Linked DNA regions of Sus scrofa: region 2 is linked to region 1. Evidence: chromatin contacts called from public HiChIP or PLAC-seq data. All regions are on one chromosome and are shown on one strand. The core of a region is the stretch at or near the end of the contact, and the rest is flanking DNA. Distances in the headings are between cores, read along the strand shown.

Evidence for each region. HiChIP or PLAC-seq counts read pairs in DNA pulled down with a chosen protein or histone mark.
Region 2: a contact with region 1 is called in an H3K27ac HiChIP or PLAC-seq map of skeletal muscle, with 2.4 times the contacts expected there. The contact joins the promoter of ABCA3 here to the promoter of AMDHD2 in region 1. A contact is called at or near these places in 1 of 5 promoter capture datasets (liver), 7 of 47 Hi-C or Micro-C datasets (alveolar macrophages, heart right ventricle, liver and 3 more) and 2 of 2 datasets of contacts at active chromatin or transcription factors (alveolar macrophages and skeletal muscle).

Annotation. Positions count from the first base shown.
Region 1 is chr3:39,529,772-39,534,741 of Sscrofa11.1, forward strand. AMDHD2 (N-acetylglucosamine-6-phosphate deacetylase) reads right to left here and starts at 2,819. Exons shown (of 11, transcript XM_013987849.2): 1 at 2,634-2,819; 2 at 2,415-2,551; 3 at 2,194-2,333. The coding sequence starts at 2,716. ATP6V0C (V-type proton ATPase 16 kDa proteolipid subunit) reads right to left here. Exons shown (of 3, transcript XM_003124744.4): 2 at 3,787-3,970; 3 at 2,936-3,661. The coding sequence ends at 3,457.
Region 2 is chr3:39,686,472-39,691,441 of Sscrofa11.1, forward strand. ABCA3 (ATP-binding cassette sub-family A member 3) reads left to right here and starts at 2,662. Exons shown (of 35, transcript XM_005655176.3): 1 at 2,662-2,917. It overlaps LOC102159543 (a long non-coding RNA gene), which reads right to left. Exons shown (of 2, transcript XR_298208.3): 2 at 4,616-4,970.

The sequences.
Region 1 (4,970 bases), core at 1,569-4,068:
ACAGTCCTGCAGTTTCTAAGGTGACACAGGTATTAAAAGTTTTCACATTCAAAACCCTCCCCACCTTCCACCCCGGATCAGTCTACTCTGCCTCCCAAGGTCCCCATCCTGTAAGCATTTACATTTGCCTGCTGGGATTCCGCCGTGAGCTGCAAGTCCTACTGGCCAAGGCTCCTTCTCTTAAGGAAGCAGCCCCAGAGTCCGTGCCGCGGGGCTGCAGAGGAGGTGCGCGGCCAGCTGGAGTGGGGGACAGAGCAAGGCACCTTCCAGGCAGAGCCTGGCGGCAGAACAGGAAGCTGCCTTCTGCCGGGATCGGCTGAAACGCCGGCGGGGAGGGCGTGCTGGGGGCTGGGGCGGGGGGTGGGGAGGGACTGGGGAAGGCCACTCGGGAGGGACCCAGAGCTGGGACAGCGGTCAGGAGACTGGGCGACAGTCACGGAACTCACTGGTGGGGACTGGGAGGGAGCAGACAAGAACGGGGTGGCGGGGGTGGGGCCGAGAGGGTGGGCCTGTTCCCAGACCCCGGGCAGGAAAATCTCAATCAAGAGAGAAAATGCCAGGCCAGGTGCCTGTTTTCAGCAGGAAAACGAGCTTGCTTTTGACATCCGACTCCAGGACAGGAGAGCTGGGGGGTAGTTTCCACAAAGATGTCCATAGCTGACATTTATCAAGTATTTTTTTTTCTTTTTAGGGCCGCGCCCGCGGCTCATAGAGGTTTCCAGGCTAGGAGTCAAACTGGAGCTGCAGCTGCCGCCCTACACCAGAGCCACAACAACGCGGGATCCAAGCTGCGTCTGCGACCCACACCACAGCTCGCAGCAACACCAGATCCTTAACCTACTGAGCGAGGCCAGGGATGGAACCTGGAACTTCACGGTTCCTCGCTGGATTCATTTCCGATGAGCCACGATGGGAACTCTTACCAAGTATTTACTGTGAACGAATCACAGTTATTGAGCACCCACCTCCAAGAGACGGATTCCGTTATCATTCTTACTTAAGGTTTGAAAAAAATGGAGGCTCAGAAACAAGTAACGATTGTCCGGACTCTCTCAACCCCGACTCTCTCAGCCGATAGCGGAAGTTAGGAGGCGGGACCCCACAGCTCCAGCCTCTGAGTCTTGTGTCCACAACCTAGAGGGAACCCCAGAGCAGGCAGTACAACCCCAGATCCTGAAATGGACCCTGTGCTGGAGGAAAGCTACAGAACTGGAACACAAATGGCAGCCTAAAGGAGGGCCCTGTTAATTTCATAAACTCGGTGACTCGACTCTGCTCGAATAAAAGACTAGACGAGCTTTTAGGAAGAGGTTAAGATGCAGGCCACCTACTTTCAAGCAGTTCAGTAAAACAGAACACCACACAGGCAGAGAAAACAAGATCAAATGCTAAAATGCAGAAAAGAGCAAAACTGGAGAACCTTCATGAGAAGTTAAATTTTTTTTGTCTTTTTAAGGCCGCACCCGCAGCACATGGAGGTTCCCAGGCTAGGGGTCTAATCCGAGCTATTGCCGCCGGCCTACGCCATAGCCACAGCCAGGCCAGATCCGAGCTGCATCTGTGACCCTGTGACCTACACCACAGCTCACGACAACACCAGAGCTTTAACCCACTGAACGAGGCCAGGGATCGAACCCCTGCAACCTCATGGTTCCTCGTCGGATTTGTTTCCGCTGCACCACGACAGGAACTCCAAAAAATTAAATTTTTTAAAAGGAAAAGGAACCGCAGACAAGGGAATCCCAAGAGCTACAGGTGAGGGAGAAGAGGAGTGGGGAGCGCTGGCAGGAGTACAGAGGAAGGCCCAGGATAGACCCTGGAGCTCCCTTCTGGAAAACTCGTTCACTGGAGTCACATACCACAAACCGGTCGGGGCGGGGGATAAGCAACTAAGAATGTGGCAATCAGAAGGTTCCCTCGACCTAGTCAAGGCGGTGGTTTCTGGTGCCTGGAGGGGCCGGAGTGCAGGGTGGGGAGGGCAGGCAGCAGCTGCAGGCCGAGCTGGTAGAGGGATACCTGCTTGAGGAAGCCGAGGGGGAAGGGGACCCCGGGGACCCCAGGGACCCCAGGCCCAAGTGAGGCTAGACTCAAGTGACAAAGGGTGTCTGCACAGGGAAGAGACGAGATTTGAAAATTGATGAAGGTGGGTGCTTCTGGGGCCTCCTACACTGGAGGCCGGCAGCCTGAACTCACCTTGTGATAAACCTCCGGTGGCGAGGTGACCAACGTGGGGCAGAAGGAGGTAACTCCGTGCGACAAAATCCTCCGGGCCACCAAGGCGACTCCCGAACCCACGTCCTCCGTGGCCTGAGAGAAGTCAACGCCAAATCCACCTGCGGCCACAGAAAAGAAGAGGTTCGCACGGGGCCCAGAGCTCCTCCTCTGGGTCCCCAGCCAGCGGCCCCAGCCCGTACCGTTGATCTGCACGTCGATGAAGCCAGGCGCTAGGATGCAGCCCCCGCAGTCCCGCTGCTCATCAGCCACGCGCCGCTCCTCAAAGAACAGCTTCTCGGGGTCCAGAACGCGGCCCCCGCGCACCCACAGATCCTCCCTGCGCACAGATGGAGGCGGGGGCTCGCATCGCCGGTCCCGAAGCCCACCGCAGCGGCCCCGGCCCCGCGCCCCGCGCCCACCTGAGCAACGCCCCGCCCCGCAGGATGCGGCAGTTGGTGAACTGGAGCACCGGGGCCCGGGCCGCGCCCTGCCCGCCGCGCATCCTGAGCCCAGCTGAGCGGAAGGCGCCGGATCCCGCGCCGACAGTTCCGGCCCCGCAACGCGGCCGGGCCCACGTGACCCTCAGCTGACGGAGCGCGCCCACGTGACCGGCGCGCCCACGTGACCGGCGCGCCCGGCGGCTCCGCAGTGACGCGGCGGCGCGCTTCGCGGGAGGCCCGACCCCGCCCCAGTCCCGCCGAGCGAGCCACACACACAGGCGTCCAGTCACATCCGAGAACTTTATTGGACACAGTTCAGCGCCAGGGCCCGGTGGGCCCCGAGCAGCCGGGCGGCAGGAGGGTGGTTCCATCCCACGAGTCTCAGGGCAAATGGTAACCTCGCGACGCAACAGTGTACCTGGGATGACTATATAGTTGGGAGACGAGGGCTGCTCCACAGACGAATGAACGGGTCAAAACTTTATAAATAAACATCCAGTGAAGAGAAAGTGACACCTCTAATTCATCCTTATACACAGAGCACTCTAGGGGTGGGCGCGGCCGGAGGCCTGCATCCTCACTGGTCGGGGGCCTGGATGGGTGAGTGGTGGCCCGGACGTCCACGGCACGGGGCTGGCAGGGGCAAGGCTGGGGCAACAGACGATGGGCACTAGGACACTGCGCATTTACAAGACCAACTACAGGGGGGCGGAGGCCCCGTGCGTGTGTGTCAGGCTGTTCGTTCTGGAATGAGGAGGGGTGGTCTTTACATCCTATTCTGTGTCTGGTGGGCCCGGAGGGGCTACTTTGTGGAGAGGATGAGGGCAACGATGAGACCGTAGAGGCCGAGCACTTCCGCGAAGATGAGGATGAGGATCATGCCCACGAAGAGCCGGGGCTGCTGGGCAGTGCCCCGCACGCCTGCATCGCCCACAATGCCGATGGCAAAGCCGGCTGCCAGCCCGCTCAGGCCCACACTCAGGCCAGCGCCCAGCTGAAGGAAACTCCTGGGGGAGAGAAAGGACGTGAGGTGGGTGTCAGGCAGCAGCCAGGGGGGCGGCGGGCCTGGACCACCAGCCACCCACCCACCCACCCACCCGAGGCGCCCTCTCAGCCCCCGGCCGGCACTCACTTGTAGAGACTGATGCCTTCAGTCAGGGAGTTGGCGATGAGGACTGCCACCACCAGGCCATAGATGGCGATGATGCCTGCCATGACCACGGGGATGATGGACTTCATGATCAGCTCTGGCCGCATGACAGACATGGCTGCGATGCCAGTGCCGCTCTTGGCCGTCCCATAGGCGGCACCCAGGGCTGAGGGGGGAAGGTAAGGTCAGCCCAGGGCACCTGGACCAGGACCCTGGAGTACCCTTGGGCATACCTGAGGGCCACACAAAATCCCCCACAAAGGCAAAGATGAAAGTGCCAGCCAGCCAGGAACAGGTGGAGCGGGGTGATGGCTGGGCCCTCAAGGGGCCCCGTGCAGCCTGGGCTCCTTCTCCAGAGGCCAAGGCTGTCAGGCCAGTCCGGGCTCCAGCTCCCCTGGGAAACACAACCCATGCTCAGCAGCACGCCCCACTCCTGCTACCCAGGTCCCATGTTCCCAGGAAGCCCTGGCACAGCTGCCTGCACCCTAAAAGGTGGAGCTTAACAGGTACGGGAGCCCCGTCACAGGGGGAACCAGACAGCTGGGCCCCAGAAGCCTGACAGATTCCAGGCACCTTTTGTCTCATGCACTTTCCCACATTAGGAAAGGCCTGGAAAGCATGAGCTGAGTATCTCCAAGAGCCCAGATGTTGGGCCAGGGTCAGGCCACCAGTCCAGTGGGTGACACTCCCACACCCAGTGGAAGAGCCACTGCCACACAGGCTTGGGGGAGCTGGGCTGGCCGTTCTTGCCCTCTCAGGCCAGAGCCTCGCCACCTCCCCACTCTGCCCACCACCGCCCGCCCTGAGGGCTCATGTGCACAGCCACAGGCTGAGCACTCTGCCAGGAAAGGCGCTCTCGGCACCCTCAACCACACAGTAGGCTGGGACCCTTGAGTTTGGAGAAAGGACGAGCCCAAAAGAATAGGGCACAGGACGGAGTTCCCGTTGTGGCTCAGTGGTTACCGAATCCGACTGGGAACAATGGGGTTGCAGTTTCGATCCCTGGCCTTGCTCAGTGGGTTAAGGATCCAGTGTTGCTGCGAGCTGTGGTGTAGCTTGCAGATGCGGCTCAGATCCCGAGTTGCTGTGGCTCTGGTGTAGGCTGGCGGCTATGGCTTCTTTTCGACTCCTAGCCTGGGAACCTTCATATGCTGCGGGAGCGGCCC
Region 2 (4,970 bases), core at 1,412-3,911, 160 kb after region 1:
CTGCTTTTTGGTTTTTTTGGGTTTGTCAGTCTCCTTAGGGCCGCACCCATGGCATATGGAGGTTCCCAGGCTAGGGGTGAATCAGAGCTGTAGCCGCCAGCCTACACCACAGCCACAGCAACGCTGTGAATCTGAGCCACATCTGCAGCCTACACCACAGCTCCCAGCAACACCGGGTCCTTAACCCACTGAGCAGCTCAGGGAGGGAACCCACGTCCTCATGGATACTAGTCAGATTCATTTCCACTGAGCCACAATGGGAACTCCCTTTACTGCCTTTCGTAAAGCCATAGGATTTATGAGTGTCAACATCCACTTTAACATTTGCCATCAATCTTGAGAAATATCTGAGCCATGCTAACCCCAAGAAGCATACCATGTAATTTCTAGGCATATATTCATGGTATATGAATGTGAACAATTCACATACCAGAGAGTATTAAAGGGCCCAGGACTCTGAACACCTGGCTTAGTATCAGCTCTACTGCACACTTTGAAAAAAATTATGACCATTACATGGGCCTCCCGTTGGAAGGAGAAGACTAGATGGCGCATCTAGGTTTGTTTTGTTTTTTCAGTAGTGGGCCCTGAGCGGAACCGTGAATTTTTCAGTCATTGCTGAAGAGCATCAGAAGAGTTGGCCCACTGTGGGCAGTTGTTTTGAACAGGAGTTCAGAGCCTGGTCTCTGGACACAGGACAATCTTCCTTTGCAAGTGACCTTCACACCCTCTCAGTGCAGGATTATGATAATTGATATAATAACAATGGCAGGCACCTAACCTCGTTAAGAACAAAGACACAGAACTCCTGGCCGTTGTCTATACAGTCATTCTTACCCCACCCTCACCTTCCATATAAGTGAAATTCTGAGTTAGCCAGTTCTGTTCCAGGATTTGGTTATGAAGAACTGGGATCAGATTTCGAAAGGGTCTGAAAAAATTGCACAGTGTAACCAATTTAAGTTAGAAATGGGAAAGGCTGGTTCTTGAAATAAAGATTAAGGAAGAGACATGGTAAAGATAAGGACCAATCAGCTAGGTCAGAATTTCTCCCAACACTTTTTTTGGGAGGGTAAGGGTGCGGTCTGCGCAGAATGAAGGGGGGGGTTAAGATATTTTCCACGAATTAATAATCCACTTCCCTATCTATCTGTCCTCAATTTTTTTTTCTGTCTCCTCATTAGAGGCCAGGCCATGTGTCAGTCTCTACTTACATTCACATTATATTACCATTTATCTGGCATTTATGAGCCAGATTGTGAGAAGCACTTAGGGATAGGAAACTGAGATTTAGGAAGTTAAAAATGAAATAATTCCACTAGTGAGGGGATCGGGTCAGGAATGACCCTCTCATTCAATAAATACTTATGAAGTGCATCCTCTGGAATTCCCGGCGTGGCTCAGGGGCTAACGAATCTGACTAGGAACCATGAGGATGCAGGTTTGATCCCTGGCCTCGCTCAGTGGGTTAAGAATCCAGCCTTGCAGGGAGCTGCGGTGTAGGCTGCAGACCTGGCTCGGATCCTATGCTGATGTGGCTGTGGCTGTGGTGTAGACCAACGGCCACAGTTCTGATTCAATCCCTAGCCTGGAAACCTCCACATGCCGCAGGCGCGGCCCTAAAAAGCAAAGAAAGTGCCTCCTCTGTGCCAGCCATGCTACGACCCTAGGATGTAGCCACGATCTGGACAAGGTCCCTTTCCTCACAGACACCATCCACCTTCTGGTGAGAGAGACAGAAAAAAGCCAACCAACAAGGAAGTAACTGCCATGGGGCCCCGGCTGCGCCAGCATTAACCGCTACGGCGTCTCTGGGGACCGCGGTCCCCCCTTCCCCCCCGCCCCCCCAGCCTGGGTCCTGACTTTACCATTCCGTCTGTCCTCGGCCCCAGGCGCGCGGGGGGCGGCCCGGAGCCGGCTGGTCAGCAGGCGACGTCCAGGGCCCAGCGACCTGCGCCGGGAGCCGCCAGAGGCCGGGCGGAGGGCAGCGAACGACGGACGGGCAGCTGGACGTCGGGCCACAGGAGGGTCCTGGGACTCGACAGGCCGCTGGCAGCACTCACCGCCTGGGCGACGGCTGGCCCAGCGCCACCCACGCCGCCAGCCCCTCCGCCCCGGTGACCCCCGTCGGGCCTCGGGACTGTCCGGTCCAAGGCGACCCCAGCCCAGCCCCCGGACTCTCTCGGCCCGACCTGGGACGCTCCCGAGGTGACCCTGACCCTACCTCCCGACCCGCCTGCCTGCGGCCTCGGACCCCAGAGCTGCGCCCCGCGACCGCGGCCACGCCCAGAGGTGCTGGGCCTTCCTGCCCACCTCTCGGCTTTCTAGAACCTTCCTCGCCCTCCGTCCACCCCTCAGGGCCTCGAACACCTAGCGATGTCCGCGCCAGGCCTAAGGGCGCAAAGCGCCCTCCCTCCGTGAAGAGAAGGACCCTCGTGCCCGACGAAAGACACTGCAAGGGAGGGAAACGGAGGCCCACCAGGGAAATGGGAGGGTCCTGCCTGACCACTTCAGCCGCCCGCCTGGAGGCCACACCGTTCGCCTCACAGGCCAAGCCCTCGCCCCGCGTCGCGCGCCCCCTGCCGGCCGTACCCCTCCCAACCCCCCGCGGGCGCGGAGCACTGCGCAGGCGCAAGCAGGGGCGGAGCGGGGAGGGGTCCCAGGGCGGGCCGGGCACCCGCAGGGGAAGCCTGCAACGCATGCGCGAGCCGGCCGGCGCGCCCCCTGCAGGAGCCCGAGTGGACGCGTCCTCCAGCTGCCTCGGGTCGCCGGCGCCCCCTCCCCGCTGCGGCGGCCTAGCAGCTGTCAGCAGTGGTCGCCGCAGCCGCCGCGAGGCCAGAGCAGGGCCGGAAGCCGAGGGAGGGGACCCCGCGAGAGGGCAGCGCGCCGGCCATCGCCGCCCGGGTGCTGAGGGTCGGTGAGTGCCGCCAGGACCCGCTGCTCGCGCGCGCTGGCTCCCAGGGCTCTTGGCTCCCGGCTCCGGGGCCGCTTCCCCGCCCGGGCCACCCTCCCCACCGCGGGCCGCCCCGGTCCCTGTCCGGCCCCTACCGTGGCCCTGCCCTGCCCGCACCCCCCGGCGCCGCCCCAGCAGGTGCATCTCTGCGCAGTGCCAGGCCGCCCTGACTCAGGCTTCCCCTCGGCCCTGGTCTGTCTCTGGGCGTGTCCCCATCCTCTCAGGCAGCTCCTCCAAGCCGGCCCTTCTTGGAGAAACTTAATCTTCCTGGAGTTGCAATCACTGCGGCATCCTTTGTGCCATGCCCGAGCAGGGTGGGCAGACTCCTACCACGTCAAACCCCGCAGGCGTTCACCGGCCGACACTTTGAGCACTTGCCTGCCAAAGCCGTGCAGCATCCCAGGCTGGGGAGCCGAGGCAGGGCCGCCAAGGCTGCTGCTGGCTCATGTCTTGGTGCAGAGATTCCCAGTGTTGGTGGGAATGCTTCCCCATAATCGAGTCCGCCCTGCTCGAAAATCCTCCTTCTCGTGGCCTCAGGGTGGGGGGCCAGGGGTCCACTGTTAGTGGTGGGCGTTGCGTGTGGACAGAAGGAAGGGCAATGACTGATCTAGACAGAGGGGCCTCCCACAGCGCTGATGCCCACGGTCAGTCTGTTTGGTATGAAATTGTGTGTACACAGGAATTGTCTCTTTTCTGAAGTAGATTCTGAGCTTCATGAGGGCAGACACTGTCTGCTGCATGTGGGCTTAGGACAGATGCTTGGTGCCTATTTGTTGCATGAGTGAATGCCCCTTGTCACTTCCTTGGTCGCTGCCTAATTAAAACCATTACCTTATAGGGTTATTTCTGCTTGTTTGCCTCTTTGCCTCCTGAGCTGTGAGCTCCCCAGAGGCACAGATTGTCCCTTGCTGGGGCTTGCCTTGCTCGCGCGTCTCCATGACAGGCCCGCAAGGAAGCCTTGTGGACGGAGGGGCTGAGCCCCTGTGACAGTGTGCAGACCCGGGCAGGGTGCAAGTGGAAGAGTTAGCTCTTTTCTCCTGAGCAACTGTATCATTTCATTCAAAACATCTTGATGCTGCCCTTTGTAAACCTGAAAAGATTGGGAATGTTTTCCTCTAGAAAGTTGGCATCTTTGGAAATGGAAAAGAAAGGGAAAAGAGAGAAAAGTAGGAGCCGCGCCAAGCCCCCCACCCCTTTAACTTCTGAGAGGATTTTAAAAAATCCTCCAAGGGAACTCTTTAAAATTGAACATGTGCAGAGTTGCCATTGTGGCTCAGCGGTTAATGAACCCAACAAGCATCCATGAGGACGCGGCCTCGCTCGGTGGGTTAAGGCTCCAGCGTTGCCGTGAGCTGCGGTGTAGGTCCCGGGTGCGGCTCGGATCCCGCGTGGCTGTGGCTCTGGCGGAGGCCGACGGCTGTGGCTCCGATTCGACCCCTAGCCTGGGAACCTCCGTATGCCACAGGTGTGGCCCTAAAAAGACATGACAATAAATAAATAAAATAAAATTGAACACTTGCTGGAGTTCCCTGGTGGTGCAGAGGGTTGAGGATCTGGCATTGTCACTGCTGTGGCTTGGGTTGCAGTTGTGACATGGGTTGGATCCCTGGCGCTGAAGTTTGGATGCTGTGGGTGGGGCCAAATAAATGAACAGTAAATAAATAAAATTGAGCATTGGCTTTACTATATCCAACAAACAGGATGACATCATTCCTTCTCTAGGGTGATCTGCTATTCTGATAAAACAGCCTTTTGGAACAAGAGAGGGGAGCACAAGTTGTTTTTTAAAAGTCGCTAGTTTTCTGCAGAGCATATGCCAGGCAGTTCCAAGGGAACCTGTTTTGATTTTGTCTCAACTGGGAAGGCCCAAGTAAGACTCCCTGGCTGGCAGTTTCTTCTCCATCCCTGCTTCCTGAAATAGCAGTAGACTCCTCTGCTGTTGAGTCTCTTGAGGGGGAACATTCTAGAACTCGGGGGAGAATGACGGACAAGGCTGTGTGCACAGTTGAGGACCTTA